Linked DNA regions of Cricetulus griseus: region 1 is linked to region 2. Evidence: chromatin contacts called from public Hi-C data. All regions are on one chromosome and are shown on one strand. Each heading gives the region's core, a stretch centred on a gene start, on an enhancer-like site or on the middle of the called end of the contact. The rest is flanking DNA. Distances are from core to core; before and after follow the strand shown.

Evidence for each region. Hi-C and Micro-C count contacts between places; a contact is called where the count stands out from the background.
Region 1: a contact with region 2 is called in a Hi-C map of the CHO-K1 cell line, with 5 times the contacts expected there. The contact joins the promoter of LOC118239369 here to the enhancer-like site in region 2. A contact is called at or near these places in 3 of 8 Hi-C or Micro-C datasets (the CHO-K1 cell line and fibroblasts).

Annotation. Positions count from the first base shown.
Region 1 is chr10:14,529,970-14,536,604 of CriGri-PICRH-1.0, reverse strand. LOC118239369 (proline-rich protein 2-like) reads left to right here and starts at 3,606. Exons shown (of 3, transcript XM_035449662.1): 1 at 3,606-3,615; 2 at 3,852-3,949; 3 at 4,077-4,973. The coding sequence starts at 3,606. The coding sequence ends at 4,973. Znf706 (zinc finger protein 706) reads right to left here and starts at 4,726. Exons shown (of 4, transcript XM_027431487.2): 1 at 4,496-4,726; 2 at 985-1,121. The coding sequence starts at 1,119. It overlaps LOC118239357 (a long non-coding RNA gene), which reads left to right and starts at 4,995. Exons shown (of 2, transcript XR_004771273.1): 1 at 4,995-6,054.
Region 2 is chr10:14,459,151-14,465,490 of CriGri-PICRH-1.0, reverse strand. No RefSeq gene overlaps it. Among named protein-coding and RNA genes, the nearest start is that of Znf706, 70 kb to the left of the region's middle. Within about 2 kb of position 2,015, at least 5 of the 6 cell types and tissues checked have open chromatin away from gene starts, as enhancers often do. A contact at or near this core is called in the CHO-K1 cell line and fibroblasts, where this site is marked.

The DNA of each region.
Region 1 (6,635 bases), core at 2,357-4,856, 70 kb before region 2:
AACACACGCATGCACATATACACTGACTCATGCACATTCTCACGTGACAAACATACCTCTAACGGCCCAGATGTCTGTCTTACTAACCTGATGAAAATTAACTTCACCCTGCCTGTTGAAAGGCCAGAAGCCATTCAGTTTCATCATCATCACGGCTCACCGTGATGGTGATCCTGCCAGACTCCCATCTCAGTGACAGCTTCCATGTAGTTAGGAACTTCTAACTTCAGTCTGTCTTATCAAGATCCCTTCCCGTCCACACCGTCAGTCTTATTCAAGTACATGGTTTAGGAACACCGTGTCCAGACACCAGACCAACCCGCCTGCGTAATTTTTCCCTCTGGCACAGACAGATAGAGGCTAGACTTTAAAGCGAGACTGCTGAGACTCAGGTCCATCTCTTCTTACTCTGGATCATCTGCGCACACTACGAAATTCATGTGTGGGTCGGGCACGTGAGAGTACAGGTACGATACCTGGCTCCACCTCATACATGGCAGGCAAATTCCAACAGCTCTTAGGACGAGTTAACTCTGGTCATGAGGCACTCTATGTGCTCAGACCGTGATCTGGTGGGAAATGGGGGAAAGACGCCTACACGGGCAGGGTGACACTCACTGGCACCACACCAAGTTTAGCCCTATCCACAGAAGACTGCAGCTGGGATCTTTTTACAACACCCAAGGTTGTAAGCTATATAAGCTGTAACAAGGTTTTATTATAAGCTCTATGAAGACAACTTTATTCTACACAAGGGGCAGAACTTTGTTTTGTCATTTTCCTGCGTGCACAGCCACAGGAACCACACAGAAAATGTTTCTTGAATGTGTGACTGTAGGATGGATTCCGAAAAGAAAACCACTCTCGAATCTGAGTTCAAATAAACCGTCCATTTTGTTGTGGAGGGGCGTGAGGGGGACTTAACCTATACATATTTGCAGGGTAAGAGCTGTCTACCAGAAAGCAGTCTATGGGGTCCCTTACCCTACAGACTGTGCAGGTATATATTAAGGCAGCTTTGGCAGCAGCCTTTTGGTCGTGGCCTTGTTTCTTCTTTTGTCCAGCCTGCTTTTTGGCATTTTTCTGCTGAGACTGAATCTTCTGCTGTCCACGAGCCATATCTAAAACAGAAGGTTAGGCATCAGAGTTAGCATCAATTTAAGCATTCAGTGATTTTCTAGTAGTTCTCTTTTAGTAATCAGAAACTACCTAAAATCTTTAAAACTATTTTTATTTCATGTACATTCCTGTTTTTCCTGCATATGTGTCTGTATGAAGGTGTCAGATCCCCTGAAACTAGAGTTACGGGCAGTAATGAGCTGCCATGTGGGTGCTGGGACTTGAACCCGGCTCATCTGGAAGAGCAGCCAGTGCTCTTAACTGCTGAGCCATCTCTAATACTGGCTACTTAAATTTTATAGAGATGTTTAGCAAGCCATGTGAATGGAATTTCAAACTCACATACAATGCTGCTAGATTAGAAGTAAATACAAGGCCACCACGGAAATCTGGTTGGTAGTTGTGTACACTGTGACCTCAAATTCCTCTCTTGGTACTAGTGCAATAGAATCAAATGTTATGAACACCAAGGCATATACATAGTGCCTGTCCTAAAACTAGAGATGGCTCAAAAACCAATCAGTTGTAAAAATAGATAACACACAGAGGAATGTCAGGCACCATTCAAAAATAATCACTTCTAGCCAGGCCTGGTGGCACACACGCCTTTAATCCCAGCACTCAGGTGCAGAGGCACGCAGAAAGTTCCAGGCCAGCCAGGGCTACAAATTGAGACCCTGCCTCGAAAAACAAACAAAAGAAATTATTTCTACGAGTTTGTATCTCAATATCAAGGAAAGAGGGCAGTTAGAAAAAAATTATATTGTACAAAGTTCAAAACAGGCAGAGTCACAGTTAAAGAGGTCACTTTGCTATTTACAGAGTAATGACTGAGGAGAGATGACAGGAGAGGCATTGGAGGGTGATGAAAATGTTCTGTACCTTAAAACAGGTAATGATTATAAGGTATGTGTGTACTTGCTTTTAAAAATTCAATCATCGGGGCTGGGACTGGAATCGCAAAGGCCCCGTCTCAGCACTGGAGGCGGAGGGAGAAAGGCTTCACGCTCCGGTCAACCTGGCCTACAGAGCAAGACCATAGCCCACTCCCAAAGGTTTTCCTTCTCTTTCACTCTACCGAGATGATGCTCCAAAGTTTAGTCTCCCTTCATTGTTTGATTATAAAAGTAGTCAAGTGACAAAGTTAACTTCCCTCCCCAACAGCCTCTACTGTGACTTATAACTCGAGGTTTTTTTTTAAGTGCCACTAGCTAAAAGAGGTCACAGGAGGACAGCAATTGTTCCTTTCAGTCCTTGGGCTTCAATAAACTATTATGCTATCAAATGTTCCTTTAAAAGTTCTTTCCCACATGGAAACACAGGGATATGGAGTATAGAGGTTGTGGTGAACAACTTCCGGATTCCAACTCAGACCCTCAAGGCTTGACAGCACCTTCATCTGCTCAGCCACCTGGCAGGCCCAGCCACACAAATTATAAGGACCAATTAGTCTTCTGGTATAAGGGTACCTTCTGCAAAGCTGAAAATGTCTTCCTACTCTTTGCTACTGACCGCCTGGAGTGAAAAATGTGTTACGACAAATTGTAACCTGAGAGAGTCCTGTGAAAACCAGACTGCTAGTTAGGCAGCACAAATTAAACCTGTTCACACAGGACCTAGCAGACAGTGCTTTTGAAGCATGTGAAAGTTAGATCCTATGTCATTTTGAACAGCACTGTAATTACATCCTAAACTTTGAAATCACTGAAAGACAGGAACATACAAGGACCTTAGCAGAAGAGGGCTAGCCTTTTCTGACTGGAACCCTCATTAGTTACTGGACAGAAAGTCAAAAGTGTTTCACACAAACAGTCAAGAGCTCCCCTCCCAACCTCCCTGCCCCCAATGGAAACTGGACAAATGTACACTTACTGGACACTTTCCCACTGCTGTTACACAATGCACTGAAAGTCTGATAAAACAGCCAGGAGAATTAATGCTTTCCCTATAAAGCCTGTCCAGTCTTTCACTAACTACAAGAATGTTTAATATGCTAGTCTAATAGAAGAAATCCATAACCATCCAAGGCAAATAGCTACTGTTTATCATAAAGATTACACTTCATTTTTGCGATTTAAACCAATCCCAGGCTGACCTTGAACTCACAGAGATGTACCTGCCTCTGCCTCCTGAGTGCTGGGATTAAAGGCGTGTTGCATTACGCCCAATGGCATATTTAAAAGTACGTTTTGATGTGGGTCTTCAATCTATGCACACCAGCACTTTGAAAACATTCTTAACGTCCATCTGTCTTCGTATCAGAGCCTTGCTAAAACATCTGGTTACTTCAGACCTAACTCTTCCATACAATACGGTTGGTTACGTATGCGAAGACACTACTTTTGAGGAACAGTCCTTAGGAATTTTATCTTTGCTCTATGAAGTTACAAAACAGCACATCACCAATTCCAGAACTCTCCATGCAACCTAGAAGTTAGAACAGCTATTTCTGATAACCTTTCCCATGCACCGTACTCTTAACAACAATGTCACCGGGTGAGGGAAGCCTCTTTTCAACTTTCGGATTTAGGGCTTCGTACCTAAAGCACGACAGCACACCTGGGATTTAACCCCATTTCCTTTACCACCTCGCAACAGTAACAAAACGGCCTGTGTCCACTTGTTCTTTCTGAAGACACAAAAAAACACAAAAAACAAAAAAACGCAACACCAGGCAGAGGAGATCCGCTCTAACAGGCTAGCTGCGTGGGGCAGGCCCTAACTTCTGACAGGGCACCGGTTTCCTTTGCGAAAGCAGAAGTGCAAGCGGCGCAACCACCTGCTTTCGGACAGCTCAGCTTACGATCTGCTCCCGACCAAGCCCCTCGAGGTCTCGACAAAACCCTGCGGCCAACTGAAAAGGCCACAGACAGACTCATCGTTTGCAGACAGCTACCCGCTGGTTTTCTCTCTTTCCTTCTCTCTTTTTTAACGAAACTTTTCCATCCTCCCCGGAGGCTGCAAAGGAGCTGAGAACCAGGAAAAAAGAGTTCTTGGAAAACCAGGGCGCTTGGGAAAGGAGGCAACAAGTCAAGCCCGGCCCTGAGGGGCCGCTCACACCCCGACAACTTCCTCCGAAGCCGGGTAGCCGGGGAACAGGCTCGCACTCTGCAGCCAGCCCCAGGGAGAGGCCCAGGCCGGCTCCGCGGCCCGATCCGGGCTTCGAACACCCGATCGTGGGCAGACTCCACCCCGCGGCTGCAGCTCAGCCCAGCCCGAGGCCTGGGGGGAGCCCGCAGCCCCGCGCCTGCTCCGCACGGAGCCCGATGCTCACCCGCTCGCCCGCCCGCCCGCTCGCCCCGCCTCCCGCCGCCCGCCGCCGCCGCCGCGTGCCCTCCCACCCCGGCTCCCGCCCGCGTCCAGCGGCGCCGCTCACCCGGGCCGGGGCCGGTCTGGCGTCCGGGAGACCGCGCCGCGCGAGAGGGAGCCGGGCAGGGCGAGCAGGGAAGGAAGGGACGCGCCCCGCACCGCTTGGGGCCTCCGCCAGCCGCCGAGGACGGACCGAGCAGAGCCGGGAGCACAACAGCCCGCGCCTCGCACGCCCGCTCGCTCGCACGCCCGCTCGCACGCTCGCACACCCGCCGCAGCGCGCGCCCGCCAGCCAGCCCGCTCGCCCGCTCGCCCGCTCGCTCGCACGCCCGCCCTTCCTCCTTTCCCTCCGCGCCCGAGCCCGAAGCGGGGCCCCGTCTGCTCGTGCGCGCGCACGCCGCGCCGTGCTCCCGCCCTTCCGCCCGCGAGGCCCCGCCCCTCGCCCTTCCCGCGGCCGCGGGCGCCCCGCCCCTCGCGCGCGCCCGCCCGCCCGCGCCCGCCCTTCCGGCCGCGCCGGCCAATGGCAGCGCTCCCCTGTTACATAAGCGCGGAGGGGGCGGGGCCTCGGGCGGGAACCGCAGGGCCAGCGCCCTTGCTCCCTCCCTCGCTCGCCCGCTCGCCCGTGCGTGACCCCCCGGGCCTGGCGGGCGAGCGGCTCGCCCGTTCTCCCGCTCACCCGCCTCGTTAGCGCTTCCCTGGCCGGCCGGGCAGCCCGATGAGGCGGTAGCGGCACCGGCCTGGGAGACGCCTGGACCCCCGCGTGGCCGCGGCTCGGCCGTGACCCCCATGTCAGGCTCGCAGCCATTGTTCTCTCACCGGTTCCCGGCCCCGGGTATCTCTGGCCCCCGGCCCGGGGCTCTGCACGGAGCTGGAGGCTGGAGCCTGACCCACCGGGCCCCCGGCTGCTGCATCGCTGATAATTGGGGGGGAAAGAAAAGAGTTTAAAGGTGACATCCCCTCCCCCCCACGTGGTGAGCTCCAAACAACCTGGTTCAGAGCGGTCGCAGTTGTCTAGGATGAGAGGGAGGGAGCCCTGTCTACTGGTGTTCAGAAAGGGCCTGGTAAAGGTCTACACTCGCGGCCCTCCGACCTGCTGCTTTCCGGTTAGAGCTAAATAGATACACTGTATCCGTGGCCCTAAAAATAAGTAAATAAAGAGAAGGCTGCCCTGGATAGAACTCTGACCCTCCCGTGAGTGAGTGAGTGAGTGAGTCACCGCAACCCAGCCTGAATCTCACATTTGCCTGGCACTCCCCCGGGGAATACTGAGGATGAGAAGAGTCCTAATTTACCTGGGCTCTGACGGCTGGGTCACAGGGCTGCTGGAGCGAGCCACAAACAGGAGAGCTTGCTCCATACTGCGTGTGCAACTGGGCCGTGATTGGCGTGTGCCGGTGTGTGATTCGTTCCGCCTTACCCTCACATGCCTTTGTTAACATTTAGTGACATGCTTTTAGGTTTTGTGACTACCGAGGGTGGAAGGCTGTAAACTCAGTTTTATTACTGTTTGCCAGGGCCCAGGGATGTGTTGAGGAAAAAAAAGAAAAAAAAGTTAAAGAAAATGGTTATTGAACAGAACGCGTCTAAAGAGAATGGGGTTTGAAACACATATCATGAAGCTACAAGGTTAATAGCCTTTTTAAAAAAAATGTTTATTTTATGTGTATGAGTGCTCTGTCTTCACCAACACCAGCAGATCCCGTTAGTTACAGATGGTTGTGAGCCAACATGTGGTTGCTGGGAATTGAACTCAGGACCTCTGGAGGAACAGCCAGTGCTCTTAACCCCTGAACCATCTCTCTAGTCCCCACCCCCAATAACGTTGATATCTTAATAGTTAATAGTTGTCACGTTTATAATTATATTAACCTGTCTTGTGGAATGAGATCCTTGAAGGATCTAGAGATGGTAGAACAAAAAAAAAAAAAAAAAAAAAAAAAAAAAACCTGTCTATAGCTAGGAATGACAATGGACAGTGGAAAGGGCCATGAAGTCTGTGGGGGCCAGACCCGGATGGGATGGGTCTGATGACTTCTGATTTGAAGCAGAATTGGTGTGTTGATGGGTAGATGTCCTTTTGTATATATGTTTCTCTTATTGGTTGTGAATAAAACACTGTTTGGCCAATAGCCAGTAGAGGCAGGAAGATAGGCCAGGCAAGGAGACAAGAATTCTGGGAAAGGTAGGCAGAGAAGGCCAGAAGGGGA
Region 2 (6,340 bases), core at 766-3,265:
GAGATACTAATGAGTCTGCCTTTCTAGACTCATCTTAGGATTTTGTTTGTTTATTATTTGTGTGGTGTGTGTGTGTGTGTGTGTGTGTGTGTGTGTGTGTGTGTTTGAATATATGCTAAGCGTATGTGTGTGCCTTCAGAGACCAAAGGCATCGGATTCTCTGGAGCTAAAGTTACAAGTCATTGTCACTGCCTAACATGGGTGGCTGGGAACTGAATCTGGGTCCTCTGGATGAGCAACAGGTGCTCTTAGCCACTGGGCCATTTCTCCAGGCCATGAAGTGACTTCTTAGAAATGCAGAGGCCACGGCCATCATCAGAGAATCTCTTGGCAGTACGTGGGGATTAACAGAGACCTACAACTGGCCAGTGTTCAGGGGTAGAGAATAGCCCCTCAAATTAATGGCCATCTATAGATTTCCTGGATCATGGTGCTTGTTTGCAACTGTTCACTCAGGAAGAACTTCAGCAAGGACACAGTTGTGAGGTGGCTGTGCCTGGATGTCTGATAGCTCCCCCTCCCCCCCCCCCCCCCCCCGTGCTATGCTCACAAGTGGCCACAGAGATGTCTGCCTCCTAATTCCAGGAATGTAGCTCTGAATAATCAATGCTACAGATGTGTTCCTGTAGGGGAAGCTATAGCGACGCCTACTTAGGGGCTGGCCACAGGTGTGCCTGACCATTAAGGGTGCTAAAATAAGGAGATTATCCTAAGACACCTGGACAGGCACAAGGTGGCCACAGGGCCCTTATATCCTGGAGGAAGGAGACTAGAGTGGGTAGCAGGGGAGGGACAACCTCAGGAAGAGGTAAGGGTGACTTGAGGGAAAAGTCACAACCAGAGAATGTGGGCAGCCTCTGGAAGTTAGCAGAGATGGAGAGCAGACTGCCCAGTAGAGCCGAGCTTTGACTTTAGCCTCAAGGTTACGAAGAACAGTATCAGACGGTTGTCAATCTCTTGGTAATCTGGGGAACTAGATGAGGCTACACATTGAGTTTCACTTGAGTGCTCTCTGTCTTCTGTATTTTACATTTTTCCATGGCTGAGTAAAGTGGAAGAGAACTGTGGCCTTGGGGACCAGGACAAATGATGAGGCTGTGGCACTAAGGAGTGTTCTTTCTCCTGGGGCTGCAGAGATGGCTCAGAGGTTAAGAGCATTTAAGGCTCTCACAGAGGACCCAAGTCTCATTTCCCAAACTAGAACCAGCTGGCCCTCAAACACCTGTAACTCCAGGTCCAGGGGATCCAATGCCCTCTTCTGACTTCACCTCTTTACAGACACAGACAGACAGACAGACAGACAGACAGACACACACACACACACACTAAAAATCATTCTTAAAGGGAAAGGGCTCTCTTATGGAAGTGTGTCTGTCCTTGGTCTGGGTTGTCAGATCAACCTGAGCATTTTTTAATCTGAGGCAGATGGATGCGGCCAGCCACCTGTTCCTGGTCAGCATTCCAGAATCAGGGCGTCTCCAGCTTGCTTCAAAGAGCAACGAGGAGATTCTTGAGGCAGCTTGGCCATATCTGTCATCTCTCTGTCTGACACTGGTGATGAGGCTGCTCCAAAGAAGATGGACAGAGTGCCGGAATGTACAGGCCCAGGCCTGCAGTCCTTTGGGCTCTGAAACCTCAGCTGTGCTTATTTCTGTCTTGAGGACCGAGGTTCCTCTTCCCTTTAAAGACTCTTAATGAATAAGCAGGGTGTTCAGGTACCAGAAGGAGGCAGGGGTTGGTAGCAGTTCCGAGCCTGAGGCTTTCAGCTGATTTTGTCTGCTAACAAAACACGAGCTTTCCTTCTCCGAGTGATGCTGGGACAGCCCCCTAAAGAGGCTTTGGGAATGGATCCAACTAGGGAACCAGTGAGATGATTCAGCAACCACAGACTGGCAAGGCACAAGGCATTTCTAGCTGCTGACCGAGCTCTGCTACCCAGTTTACAGGGCTGCATCAGCAACCACCACCAGCAGCAAGGCCTGGATACCTTTGCTCTGAGATCATCATCAAGGAGCAGGGAGTCCTTAACTACTCAATGGCTTCACCCAAGGCCTGTACATGCCATAGACCTGGACAACTCAGAACTCAGACTTGCAGGCCAGACTTAGATGGCATGAGACATGCCAAAGCTCTCCCAGATGGTCCCAGTCACACCCAGATGGTATGATTCAGGTTGGGGTCACTTAGCCTCTATGCAACAAGTCACTTCCCCCTAAATCCTTGCCCATAGCCCCTTGCAAGTTTGGTTATTAGCCAGGTGTTGGTGGCACACACCTTGAATCTCACCACTTGTGAGGCAGAGGCAGGCAAAGCTTTGAGTTCGAGGCCAGCCTGGTCGACAGAATGAGTTCCAGGACAGCCAGGGATACACAGAGAAACCCTGTCTCCAAAACCAAACAGCCTGCATATTTTTAATTGATGTAGTTTGTACGTTTGCGATCCATTCACAGGCTTGTGGTGAATGAATAATGTTTTAAAGATTTCAGAGAAAGGGACGGTGTATCAAATGAGACTAACTAATTCCAGGCTTCGGGAGAAAAGCTGTGAGGGCTCTGGAGAGTCCCTAAAATTACCTTCAGATGGTCTTGCAGAGCGCGGTCCACAGCGCCACCTGCTGGACAAAGATACGCTAGGTTTATTCTAAAATTCCCTCTAGGACTGAGTGCAGGGATTGACTGGAAAGACAGGCTGGCCAGAGGCATGCAGGCTGCTGGAGGGTACCATCGGGTACGTGCAGATGCGGGTCTGTGTGGACATCTTCAGGATGACGCAAAACACAATGGGTTAAGATTTCACCCGATTCCCAGACGTAAAACCAAAGCCTGTTCTAGGAAAGATCAGAGTGGAGAGGTTTCTTGGGGTCCGAGCCAGGGAAATCAGCCTTGAGAATCTTCAAGTAACTCTAGCAAGCATGAGGCCAGTGGGGGATGCTGCTCCGTCTTTCAACATCTGTTGCTTTGGGGCCTGAATGAGGTGATCGCACCAAGACTGGCGTGTGGTCTTTGACCAACTTCCCAGATCCAGAACGACAGGGGACCCAGCTGTCAGAAGGGTTATTCCAAGCACTTAATCAATTTACCAAATGCTTGATTTCTGCTTGAGAAGCTTGAGAGGGGACTGGCATTTTTATTCTGCAGCCTCATCCTTAGAAATAAATCTCTGTGCCGCCTCTCGATCTTTGTGCCTCTTTTCTTTGTCTCTTTTACACACACGTGGATGAATACCTGCACACATTCACACAATTTAACACATCTAACACCCTCTTCTGCCTCCCCACCCCCTCACAAGGTTACTGTAATGGAAAAAAAAAAACTGAGAATAATCTCTGAACAGCTGAGGTTAATTAACCTGGAGCGTGGGTTCCTCAGACCTTAGGGGCTTCTACTCTATGGTACCCAGTGCAGAGAACACGTGTAACAAATGTTCCACCCCAGCTGGGTTCTAAGGCAATGCTCTTAACCACTGTGCCATCGCTCTAGCCTTACCCCCAAGCCCTGTTCCCATTTTTTCCTTTTCCTTTTCTGTTTCCTTTTCCTCCCTCCTTTCCTCCTTCATTGCAAGCAGCTTTCCCCCTATATTTTAAGGATGGAAGATGATTGTACCTTGGTGAGTGGCATTGTCTGTCACATGGCACAGAAATGACTTATTCCTGGAGTAGAAAGAATGCCACTCTACCGACTCCTCAGGGTGACACGAGACTGTAGGAGAACATGAGTACATTAAAATCATGATGTTAGTATCCAGGCATCTGTACTGGCCTGTCCTTGGGAAGTCTTACAGCATACGCCCTCAGCTGCAGCCACTAAAAGCATCATCTGTGCGCATTCACTGTGTTCCTTTGAAAAGGGCCCCGCCCACCTCCCATCCTCTCGCTGCTTCTCTGCCTGTCTGTCTCTCTCTCTCCTGTCCCCAGAGACTGGTCTCCCCTTTCCCCCTCCCCCTTTTCCCATTCAATGCCCCCCCAATTTAAAAACCTCCACCCAAGTTCTGTTGGATGGTCTCTTTCTCTTGTGCCACTTTTTAAAATATAACACATATCAGAAAGATCAGGCCTGGGAACTTACAGTATACACCAGATTGAGGAAAGGGTGCAATGAAAACGTAGAGTGACCTATTAATTTCTGGTTTTAAAGCACGCGTCTACACGAAGTCCAGAAATGTGGAAGCCCATCGTGACTGGAACACAGCTTGCTGTAAAGCGTGTTTAAAGACCCATGGCTGGTTGCCATTCCCAGCTAAACTTTCGGTGCGCCCAAGGCCACTGTGGCACTTTGGCCAGCAGGTGGCGATGTTGTGTTGCAGGGGATGAGGCGAGATTTGGCGGTTGTTACCTTCGTTTCTGTGCTTGGAAAGGAAATGGAAGACTGGGGTTAGAGTCTGGGGGACTCTGCCTTACAGCAACACCGGTGCTTCATGCTGCATCCTTGTCATGGTTGGAGGTCAGGCGGCTCTCCCCGGACTTCAGGTCACCTCAGGAATCTGCATCAGAGTTGCCTGGGCCCCTCCTTGCTGCAGGAGAGCAGACAATCATCGGAGTCCCCGCCTGCCACTTTGACTACTAAGAACCCTGAATTTGGGGCTGGAGAGATGGCTCAGAGGTTAAGAGCATTGGCTGCTCTTCCAGAGGTCCTGAGTTCAATTCCCAGCAATCACATGGTGGCTCACAACCATCTATAATGAGATCTGGTGCCCTCTGCTGGTATGTAGGTAGAACAGTGTATATGTAATAAATAAATCTTAAAAACAAAAACAAAAACAAAAAACCCTGAATTCAAACACTAACTCAGGAAGAAACTAAAAGTGCTGTGACTGGGACAGAGATTTAACTGGCAGAATGCTTCCTTGACGCGTGTTAGGCCCTGCGTTCAAGCCCCAGGGTTGGTGGGGCTTGCTGCACTTGCTGCTCTTTGTGGAAGACCTGGATTTGGTTCCCAGCACCTACAACGGGTGGCCCTCAACTGCCTGTAACTCCAACTCCAGGGTGTTCACAGCCTTCTTCTGCCCTCCAATCTGAGAACCGGGGACGTTATGTAACCGCATGCTGGACAATGACCACTGCAGTTTGGTAAGGGTATGGGGTGGGGGCTAGAGAAAAGGGGGTCGCCTATGGTTAGTGCACGATACATACGCGCACAGAGGGGTCCCACTGACCCCCCCTTTAGCATGCACACTGACAAACGTTAATCAAATATGAACAGAAAAAGGTCTGCAGTAAACGGTACTCATTGCAGCTGTGTCTCCTCGTGACTCAGGAGCGCTTCTAACAAGCTCTAAGGGTCAGCCGATGGGTGTTGGTGGCACACGCCTTTAATCCCAGCACTCGGGAGGCAGAGGCAGGAGGATCTCTGTGAGTTCGAGGCCAGCCTGGTCGCCAGAGTGAGTGCCAGGATAGGCTCCAAAGCTACACAGAGAAACCCTGTCTCGAAAAAACAAACAAACAAACAAAAAGCTCGGTGGGTTGTCCTGGGAAGACCACACCCTGGGAAAGCCTCTTTGCTTAGTTAGACAGAGGTGCAGAGAGAATGACTCTGTCCAGAGCCCCTAGAGGCACCAGTCCCGAGGAGTGCGAGCTCGTGTGCACTTCTCCGACAAGGCTAAATTCCCTTTCTCAGAACGCTGCTTTAGCAGTAAATTTAGACTTCAGAGCTTGGCTTTCTGCCGTTAAACCTTGATGTCTTTTAAAAGCCGGCTACACTGATGAACTATAAAGAGTTTTGACCTTGTAACAGCCATCAAGATCTGCTAGTTAAGTATTGGACATGGAAATCTGGCTGTATGCAAATGGCCACGTCTGCTGAGGCCAGCTGCAAAAAAAAAAAAAAAAAAAAAAAAAAAAAAAAAAAAAAAAAAAACCTGCCCTTCCAGAGGGCCAGCAGCAGCCTCTGAGCTGGCTGCTAGCTATAGGAGCGGAATTCACCAGGCCTGCAGAGGGGAGTCCCTGGGCCACTCTTCCAAACTGTACAGGCCAAGGTACCTGGTGTGTCTCCAGTGAGCTCCTTGTTCAACGGCCTCTCCTATGTGCGACTGGCTTCGCGTTTGTAAACTGCATTCCTAGCTCGCGGACTCTTTGGCCTTCTGAAAAGGTTTTAGAATTTTCACTTTGGTGTAACCAGGGACTCCAAAACCTGCCACTAGAGGGCCGCCTTTAGCTGGCCTTGCTGAGCCATCAGGCATACCCAGTCCATCAAGGAAGAAGGAGCCCGCCCTTTCCTGCTGGGTCAATATTGACGTGTGGCTTTGTGTCTTGGCACTCAAGGTCTTTGCTGCCCTGACGGACGGCGTCACCCTGCACTTCCGCTCCCTTCTAGACACTGACTGGCCCCCACCAGTCTGTCTGCCC